Linked DNA regions of Rattus norvegicus: region 1 is linked to region 2. The links are chromatin contacts, called in public Hi-C maps. All regions are on one chromosome and are shown on one strand. Each heading gives the region's core, a stretch centred on a gene start, on an enhancer-like site or on the middle of the called end of the contact. The rest is flanking DNA. Distances are from core to core; before and after follow the strand shown.

Region 1 (5,102 bases), core at 964-3,463, 160 kb before region 2:
TCTTTTCCAAAGGTTCAGATTCTGCAGCCAGTCCCTCCATAAGGGACATTCAGACACTGTAGCCAATTCTTCCATGAGGGAATTTGGAGAAGAGGCCTCTTCTTGAGGGACAGAAAAAGAAGAATCTTTTAATAACATCTCCCTAAACCAGGAGTGGTGGCTCACACCAGTGATCCCAACACTCAGGGAGAGGCTGAGGCAAGAGGGCTGCGGAGGACACCCTGGGATACACAGTGTCAGGCCAGCTAGGGCTACATAGCTAAACCCTGTCTCAAAAGAACAACAAACCACTCATCAAGATCTCAACACAAACTGAAAGAGAGACCAGGAAGAACATCATTACCCCTAAGGAACCCAGTTCTGCACGGAATCTCTGAGGCATCAAGGCTGTTTCCCTTTCCCTTTTTGTTAACATGCAGCAAAAGCAACCCATCCTCCAACAGAGGGTTAAACTGAAAATGCTCTTGATGTCTGCTGACAAAAGGCACCATGTATGAAAGACTTTCATGTGCTTATCCAAGGGGAAGGGAAAAGAAGCCATCTGCAGTGCTTTACATCCTGGAGAAGGGCAGTCTTTTACTTCGGAGAGCTGGAGGCTAGAGAGGATGTGTAGATAAAGGGAAGCTGTTTTTAATTGCCAACAAAAGCAAGTGAAGGGAGAGGGGATCTAGACAGATTTGGTGCACAAAGAAAGGCTGGCTTCTGGCACTGAGTTTTCCCTCCCTCTTAAAGACTCTTAATGGAGAGACGGATGCAGGAAGATCAGAGGCTTGGCTACATAGCAAATTTGAGGCCAGCCTGGGCTACATGAGAGCTTGTCTCAAAACAAAACAAAAAGTGGCACATGGTGGTGCATGCCTGAACTAGTAGTGTCCTATAAGGTAAGACAAGATTATCAGGGGTCAGGGGCTAGAGGCCAGCCTGGGCTACCTACTGAGTTTGAGCCTGAACTGTAAAGAGACCACTCATATCAAAATAAATAGATTAAATAAAGTGCTAATCTGTTTCCAAAAATTAATAATTTTTTTCCTGATTTTCACTAAGGCTCTCTGTTGTTAACTTGGAGAGTAGAGTACAGTAGGATCCAAAATGAGAGGACGTGTCCTTTACCTCCAGACTAGGAAAAGCCTTTCTGTTGGAAAGAATGGTTTGAACTTTTGTGATGAAGGATAGATTCCTGCAGACACTGGCTTCTGATGGAGGACATGACTTTTCTTTCTTAACGTATCAATAGTAACAATTGACCAAAAGTTCACTGTGCACCAAACATTTTCCACAAAACTTCCCTTGAGCCTTCATGACAATTCAGAGAAAAAAAGTACCCAGGTTACAGATGGGCTGCAACTGACAGAGGATGAGTCAAGGTCATAAAGATGTTAAGTGGGAGATACAAACTTGGAAATATCACACTCCAGAAGAGGAGGAGCAGCTCAATGAATCCTAAAAGACCTAATAAAAACACGAAAAGCAAAGCACCCTTGGTGGACACGGTTGGGGGAAGGGGAGAAAAGCTAACTTACGATATCATAAATTCAGGGCCTCCCTCTATCTTGGGGTGAAAGTGAAAAATAAAGAAGACAGATCTGTTTCTTGCAGAAAAGATACCTCTGTCACTTTTAGGAAAGTTGAGACTCTCCTTCACTTGGAAGGCGCTGACCAAAGTGAGGGTCGTTTAGGGGTTACCCATTAAAACGCTCCTTTGGATAAAGAATTCCCTTCAGCACCATAAACCGGTCTCCCTTCTCTGACAAATCGACCAGAGCCGACGGAGGTGTATACCAACTAGGGGCGTCGTCCTCTCCAAGGAGAGAAGTTGGGGGTCCCCTGCAGATGGAGGTTGAATGGGAGCCTCCTTCCCCTGGAACCAGGACTCTGAGAAGCTGTTTTCTCTCAGCGACGTGGAGCCTGATCTCCTGGATGTCTGTGGTTGTTTGTCACTTACAACGCTGTTTCGGTGCCCTTCGGCTCCCTGAAAGGATGGGGGCCCGGACCCCCTTTAGTCAGCACCATCCGGCGGAGGACCCCCAGGCCGTCGTGGGGCTGCCCAGGCCTCTTACCCTGCGGCCTCCTCCTCGGACCGTGCTCATCCCGCCACCTTGGCCTCGGCTGCCTCCGTCCCCGCAGTCCCCGCCGCCGCCAACTCTACCAGATCTTCTGGAGCCGAGGCCCGAGGGCGCTCCAGCCTCCACCGCTCCTACAGTGCTCTCCCCCCCTCCCCTCCGCACTTCCTCATCCGGGGCCAAAGCCAGCCATGCGGACGGACCTTGATCCCGCCCCCGCACGGCGCGCGCGCAATCCGGAGGGCGGCTCTTCCCAGCTGGTACCTCCACCCTCTGCTAGCTCCCGACGCACTCAGCCCCGCCCCCGCCGCGCTGACTCTTAAAGAGAAACGTACCCTTGGGCCCAGTTCCTGTCTCTAACTGTTACCAGCACTATGGTCCTATCTATTTCTGTTGAGGTGGACAGATGCCACTCCAGGGGCCTTCTGCTTCCATCCTGGCAGATCGTGGGGCTTTTTAATAACTGCAGTCAAAGGTTTAGGTCACACCATTCTCCTACTGCTTCTTATCACACTGGCCACTAAATCCAAACGTTAACCCAGGAATGTAGTTGGTTACACTTTGATTTTATTTCATTGCTTCTTTAGCATTGAAAGTACCGCATTTTATCTCTTTAGTGGCCGTTTCTTTCCATCTCTTTTCTTCAGGACTATATTCATAGCACCTAAGGAAGTGTCTGAAAGAAATTAGAAGGGAGCTGGGCACGCCTTAATTTCAGCCCTTGGGAAGCAGAGGCGGGAGGATCTCTCAGTTCAAGACCAGCCTTGTCTACAGAACAAGTTCTTGTACAGCCAGGACTACACTGAGAAACCCTGTCTCAAAAGGAGACAGACAGAGACACAGAGAGACAGACACACAGAGAAACAGAGAGAGAGAGAGAGAGAGAGAGAGAGAGAGAGAGAGATTAGAAAAGGGGTTGGGGGGTATATATGTCCATAGACTATAATCAACTTTCCCCAAATCACACAGACATGATTTAGAAATAAACACCTCTAGTTTCCTGAAGTTCATTAGTCTGGCAAAAGGTGGAGGCTTTTCTCTTGGCAATTACCTTTTCTCTGGTTAGGATCTGCAAAGGAAGCCTAGGCTAGTCTGCACATTCCTTTAACCCCAGCAGAGGCAGGAGACTCTCTATGAATTTAAGGCCAGCCTTATCCACACAGGATTTGACTTAAGACAGGATCTCACTTTTTAACTTGGGCAAGTCTGAAGCTTGCTATGTGGGCCATGCTGACCTCTAACTCTTGACCTTCCTGGATCAACCATTTAGATAAAGGGAAAACTAACTCTCTCTCTCTCTCTCTCTCTCTCTCTCTCTCTCTCTCTCTCCACCTCCAGCCCCCTGTAGACAAAGCTGGTCTCACCCTCAGAGATCTGCCTGCCCCTGCCTCCCAAGTGCTGGGATTAGAAATGTTTGCCACCACCCAGCTCTTTTTTTTTTTTTTTTAAAACAATCTCTCACTCAGACTGGCCTCAAACTCTTCCAGCAATGGGATTATATACACCACCATGGGGACTTTTGCTTATCATGCTATGGGAGGCCCTTTGACCCATTCCCAAATCCTCTACTGTTTTACAGTGCTTTTGCTTTCAAAACAAAACCCAAACATTTATACATTTTCAGAAAAATACTGGAAACCTGTGAAAGCTGGGGGAAACCTAAAAAAGGAGCTGTGAGTAACTGGAGGCAGAGATGCCATTTAGATTTAGTGGTCGTTGTGATTAGAAGACTCGTGTCAGTCTAGTTATAAAATACCCACAGAATGAAGAGGAGGCTGGTAGAGCGGCGCAGGTCAAACGTGGGGCTGAAGTTGCATGTAGACAGAGAGCTTGCCCAGTATGTGTGAGGGCTGGGTCTCATCCCCAGAGCTAGCTGTCAGAGCAAGAAAGAGAGAAACAAGAGGCAAGTGCACTGGGCATGGTGGTTTATTCCTACAACCCCAGAACTTGGAGGGAAGCTGAGGCAGGAGGAGTGTCATGAATTCAATGCATGTTGGAATTGTAACTCACCAACATCTTTCTTCTTAAAGAGAAAGACGTCCCAACAAATAGGGGATTGGGGTACTGTAGGTTTAACATAATCGATTGGCCTGGGTAAGGTTGGAGTCTTTTCTCTTTTCTGACTTTTTCCTCAGCTTTTCACTTCCACCTGTGAAGTACCCTAGGTCTACTATCTAGTAGTGACACAAGTACAGGAAGATGTCTGCAAAGTCACATCAACTTTTTATTTATCTAGGTGTGTGTGTGCATGGTGTGTGAACATGATCAGGTATACATCACTGGGCTTCCATCCCTCAGAGCATGTGTGTAGATCAGAGAACTACACTTCGAATTTGAGGCAAGGTCTCTAGTTCCTGCTGCACTGAGTTCTGCAGACTAGCTGGTAGCCTTAAGCTTTGGAAGAGGGGGTGGGGCTACAGGTTCATGTCACTGCGCCATATCACAAGGCTTCCTGTGATCAAAGTCTCAGATTCTGGGGCTACCCATTCCACTGTTTCCCCTGCTGGTTAGCTTACTTTAAATTAAAAATTTAAAGCAGCATTAAGACTACAGCTATAGGGGTTGGGGATTTAGCTCAGCGGTAGAGCGCTTGCCTAGCAAGCGCAAGGCCCTGGGTTCGGTCCTCAACTCCAAAAAAGAAAAAAAAGAAAAAAAAAAAAAAAAAAAAAAAAAAGACTGCAGCTATTGTCACTGATTACTGGAGGAACTTAGAGACCTGGGTTTGTTTCAGTGGTAGAGTTTGATTAGTGTACACTGGTTTAGTTTTCAATCCCCATTTCTGGGGAAGAGCATTGCCGCCCCTCGATTCAATCATCAGAAATGAATATTAACAACAACGAAAGGATCATAGAAGTCTAGAAATATCTTAGGGTTTGGGTTGGTAGAGGCCTGCACGCTGGACACTTCCGAGTAGGGGCTTTTCCGTTGTAAGTTTATAACCCCACCAACACACACACACACACACACACACACACACACACACACACACACACACACACACACACACACACACTTTTTGATTTCTGAGGGCGGCGGGCAGCT
Region 2 (5,217 bases), core at 1,058-3,557:
CAGAGAAACCATGTCTAGAAAAAACAAACAAACAAACAAAAAGTGTGACAGCTTCGGTGTAGTGGTGCATATCTTTAACCCTAGCAATCGGGAGGCAGAGGCAAGTATATCTCTAATTTTAAGACCAGCCTACATAGTGAGTTCCAGACCAGCCAGGGCTAGACAGTGTGAGACCATCTCAAAAATAAAAAAAAAAAAATCATGTAAAGCTTAGCTTTTAAGCGGACTTTGTTCCCCATCCTGGAGCTGTATTCTCGTACGTCCTTCAGGTTCAGCTTTTGTACTCAGATCTCCTCAGAGGCAGACCTGCTCCTTCCCTGGGGTTATTGTAGAGCTGAGCATGTATCAAGTGCTCAGTAAAGATCTCGGTGAGCCTGAGGCACAGCTCCCTGTAGGGACAGTGCCTTCTGCACAAGCCTCAGTTTGATCCCTACCACCCAGAGCTAAGAAGCCAGGCGTGGTGGAGCTTGAACTTCCATGAAGGGGATTCAGAGGCTGGTGAATTCCTGGGGCTCTAAGCCCAGCCAGCTTAGCCTAATTGGTGAGTTCCAGGCCAAGTGAGAGATCTGTAGGAAACAAAACCACATGAAAACGAGGGGCCAGTGAGTAAAGGCCCTTGCAGTTAAGCCAGAGGACAACTCACAGGGTAGATAACTGACTTCTTTCTACAAGTCATCCTCTGACCTCTGCACACACATCCCTCACACCCCTTATCCCTGCCTCCCACCCAAGTGTATGTAATTTTTTAAAAAAAAGTTTTAAACTTTCTATGTATATATTTAAAAAAAAATGTGGCTCCTGAGGAGTCTTCAACATGAGTGTGCACACTCAGTGACCTTCAGGCCCCTTCTGTGCTTCAGTGGACGTGGTTTTTCTTATGTGTGTGCATGGTTTTTCCAGACAGGGTTTCTCTTTCTTTGTGTAACAGCCGTGTGTGTGTGTGTGTGTGTGTGTGTGTGTGTGTGTGTGTGTGTGTGTGTATGTGTATGTGTGTGTTGTTTTTTTCCAGACAGGATTTCTTTGTAACAGCCCTGTATATGCGTGTGTGTGTGTGTGTGTGTGTGTGTGTTTCCAGACAGGCTAACAGCTGTGTGTGTATGTGTGTGCACGTGCATGTGCGTGTGGTATTTCCAGACTGGATTTCTCTGTGTATCCCTACTGGCCTAGAACTCAGAGATCTGCCTGCCTGTATCTTTGTTTCTTGGCTACTGGGATTAAAGGCCTGCTCCACCATGCCAGGATGTTTTTCTAGTTTGAGGCCCAGCCCAGGGACCCTTAGCATGGAATGATAGGAGCGGTAGAGGCTCAGCTTGACCAGTCCATCCCACAGAAGTCCAAGAAGATATTGAAATCAGATTTTGGTCCCTCCACATACAGGATATGTGACCTTGCCCTGTCACTTAGGACGTTTTGCTCCTTCTCCCATGAGGATCCGCCTCAGGCCCTCAGTCATTCCAGGCCAGCACTGTGCCTCTGACCTATAATCATTAATTCCCTAAAAAGATTTGAATCAGGCTAAGTTGACCCGACTGGCTGGCAACTTTTGGTTTCCCAAGGTTTCCCAGGGTCATAGATTGCACTTCTGAAGAATGGGGGGCCTGCTGTGCCCCTTCTGGAGTGGGTTGTATGAAATAGGTTAGTGCTGGTCAATGCCCAACAGTGGGCCAGCTCCCCATAGCAATGTCGTGAACGCTACTGACTCTGTCAAGCTACCTATCCCTTCCTGTGCAAGCTAGAGCTGGTCCAAGGTCACTTATAAGGATGGCAGCGCCACTCTGTAGTATGGTGGATTCTAGTGTGTCTGTGAGGGGCTGTCCCAAAGGGCAGGATCCACCCCACGCCACTGCCAGAGATGACCGAAGCGCTGGGTGTGGCCACCCAGAGCAAGGCGGCCCCTCAGTCCCGAGCCCCGGCGCCTCTGCTTCTCCATACAGGGTTATGTGCGGGTATCTGCTTCTCAAGCTCTAACATGGGTTCTGTGGCGCTTTCCTGGCCTGGGCTGCGACAACGCCTGCCAGTGGAACCACCATCGCCGCGCCCCAGCCGCTCCCCACCCTTCAACGCTGCGGCGGTAAAATGCAGCACTCTTAAGGCGCCTGCGCAGCTCTCCAGCGCGGCCCTAGTCGCTGCTATTTATAGTAGATGACGTCACCTTAAAAAAGACCGTTAGGGCTGGGCCGCCCCGCCCCCCCTCCGGAGGCTCTCCGCGGGCCGCTCCGAGTGCGCAGGCGTGGTCGTGTCCTCCCCGCCCGCCCGCGGCGCCCCCTATCCTCTCTCCGCGGCTCCGCGGCGCTCGCCACAGCGCGTGCAGCCAGCTAGCGAGAAGGCGCGAGCGGCGGCGCAGCCAGCAGCCTCCCGCCAGCCGGCGAGCCAGTGCGCGTGCGCGGCGGCGGCCTCGGCGGCGACCGGGAAGCGGACGGGCGGGCGAGCGAGCGAGCAGGCGGTGCGGGCGTGCGAGGCGAGGCCGAGTCGCGAGCGACATGGGGGACCGAGAGCAGCTGCTGCAGCGGGCGCGACTGGCGGAGCAGGCGGAGCGCTACGACGACATGGCCTCCGCCATGAAGGCGGTGAGCGTGCGGGGAACCGGGTGGCCGGGGGCTGCGGGGCGGGGCGGGCCCGGGCCTGGGCGGCGGCTCTCTCCCTACGCACCGCCACCTTTTGGGCGCGGCGGCTGCCGCACTCTCCATTTCCTGAGGCCTGGCCGGGGCGGGGTCTCCCCGGGCGGCCTCTCGGAGGCTGGCGGGCCGGGGTCGCCGTGTCCTAGCTCAGAGACCCGGTGGGGGAGGGGGTACCCGAGGAAAGGAGGAAGTCAGCGTTCCTGCTTCTAGACCCTTCTGCCGGACCTGGGGAGAAACACGCTTTCCTTCCACCATTCACCTACTTGTAATAAAGGCTCATCCGCGAGTGGAGACCGGTCTCCTGGTTTTCTCTGCTACGACCTGTTTGCTTTGCTTGTCTGAAGTTGGTTTTTTCCCATTTCCCACACCTCGGGGGCTGGCTTTGTGTGGGAAGACCCCTTTCCAGCAGTCATGGGCGTGAAGGAGGGTGTGGGTCCTTACATACATCCCAACGGTCAGTGCCGCGTGCCTTCCTGGAGATGAAATGGAAATGAAGCGAACCTGGGTGCTTTTGCATTCCTGAGACCCTCTTAGATGGATTCTGCAGCTTGATTTCCGGTAAAGGAGACATGCCCAGCCACACCCTAGAGAATATTTTAGATTAGAACCTACCTGCCTATCTGAGACTTTTCAGTTCTGTTACCACATCACTATAGAGGACTCTTCACATCCTCCTGGACTTTTTCTAAAAGAATATTTCTTGTCAAGGTCACACAGTGGCAGAATTCCAACTGTGGCCACAAGCTCCTAAGACTAAGGAGAAAATTTCCTTGGGAGTCCGTCCACCTTAGATTTCTAAATACATGAACATTTATTTTTGAGGTTGAGACTCAGAAAATCTGCATTTTAGCAGTCCTTGGGCAGTTTTTAGCTGACTTAAGTATTAACTGTCCTGGATTGTAGCTCATATGTCCTATGGGCTGGTCTTTGAAAGGATTTTTTTTAAACCCAGATACTCCATACAAATTCAATTTGGAAAATTTATTTTGATACTACATGGAATAGAAAATCGAGGCCACCATTTAGAATTTCCCAGGTAAGAACCATGAGCAGTTATCTTGCCTCCAGTGCCCTGGTACACGTTCAGCAAAATGTCTCTGGAACCCAGCAACAGCACAGACTGTTGATTCCTTAGTAATACTGATTTCAGCATTATGGTATGCTGTTCTGGTGAGATAAGATTAATTTATACCAGGAACATTCTAGGTTTGGGGAAAAAATTGCGGGTTCTTTAAGGAAATTTAAAATACAGTTTTGGAAACAAGACTGACATTACTACGGTGCACCTGAAAGCCACCTCTATCCACACACCAAGTCACGACTAAATGGTTCTGGGATTATGCAAGTTGAGGCCTCTCCCTGAACAGCTAGGTGAGGAGGCCTTTGCTCAGTCAGTGTGTGAGTGAGACTTGAAGGCTGCAGTTTAGCAAGGCGCTCTGGAAATGAAGAAGATAGAAGGGAAAGGGAAAGCGACCATCAGATATCTGGAGCGATCAGCTGTCCTGAGGTGGAAAGTAAGGAAAGACTAGAGAGAGTACAGGAAAGAAAAAAACAGTTCTAGCAGGAAAAAAAGAAAAAAGACTCTCTGGTGGTTTGTAAATGGCCTTGAGGATGTTCTGCAATTTCCTGCTTGTATCCACAGATGCTCTCTGAGGCATTAAGGTAACATTTTGCAAAAGCTAATGGACCTTTGTGTTTGAAATTTATAATCTACATCTAAAATGACTCATGGGTTGGAAAAGACACCAAACACTGAGAATTTAATAGTCAGCCCATCAAATTCAAATTAACTATTAAAAAAAAAAACGAGTGTTTTCTATCAGAATTCATGTTTGTCTCACCTATATTAGTGGGATGTACTTTTATCTCATTTTGCCTGTTGGTATAGTTTGTAGATGAAATTCTTAAATGTTAATGAGTCATCCATTAATAAACCTTAACACTTTGGGGAAGAGTGAATTCCAGTAAACTTATATTGTTTTTAAAATTTTTCCCTTTTTAGATAGGGTTTCGTGTATCCCAGGCTGGCCTCAAACATTATATAGCTGGGGTTGGCCTTGAACTCCAGATGATCCTGCCTTTACCTGTCAAATGTCACTTGTGTGCACCACCATGCCTAGCTTCTCTCTGGCTTTCTTTCAGGCAACTGGAAGGCAGGTAAGTATACAGTTCTAGAGAGGAACAGGACATTGGCTTGATGGAATGATCTGAGGCCACTGTTCTGACCTTGAAAGTTCCTCTAGCTTTAGGGTCTCTGAAGTATAAAATTAGGAATGCTTGTGTTACCAACAAGTCTTTTTTTTTTTTTTTTATCGTCAAGGTTTTTCCTAATGTAAATGGTTTGATCAAGTTGCCTGTAATGATGGTGTTTGTTGATCCAGCAGCGCCACCTGGAGGACAGAAGTGGTAAACCTTGAGGATTTTGGCTGGGCTGGAGCTCTGGTGGCAGAGCAGTTGGCCCAGGATGTTGAAGGCCCCAGTTTCGATTCCCCAGCAACCTCCTCCCCAGTACATTAGAAATAGTGGTGTTCCTTCAGATGAGTTAACACTCATAATATGAAAAGTCAGCAGACGTTTCTAAACAGAAGCTCAACTTCCT

What was found. Hi-C and Micro-C count contacts between places; a contact is called where the count stands out from the background.
Region 1: a Hi-C map of frontal cortex shows a contact between it and region 2, with 1.7 times the contacts expected there. The contact joins the promoter of Prr14l here to the promoter of Ywhah in region 2. A contact is called at or near these places in 1 of 12 Hi-C or Micro-C datasets (frontal cortex) and 1 of 1 datasets of contacts at active chromatin or transcription factors (oligodendrocytes).

The regions. Positions count from the first base shown.
Region 1 is chr14:82,091,471-82,096,572 of GRCr8, reverse strand. Prr14l (proline rich 14-like) reads right to left here and starts at 2,213. Exons shown (of 10, transcript XM_223586.10): 1 at 2,058-2,213.
Region 2 is chr14:81,927,292-81,932,508 of GRCr8, reverse strand. Ywhah (tyrosine 3-monooxygenase/tryptophan 5-monooxygenase activation protein, eta) reads left to right here and starts at 2,307. Exons shown (of 2, transcript NM_013052.2): 1 at 2,307-2,567. The coding sequence starts at 2,481.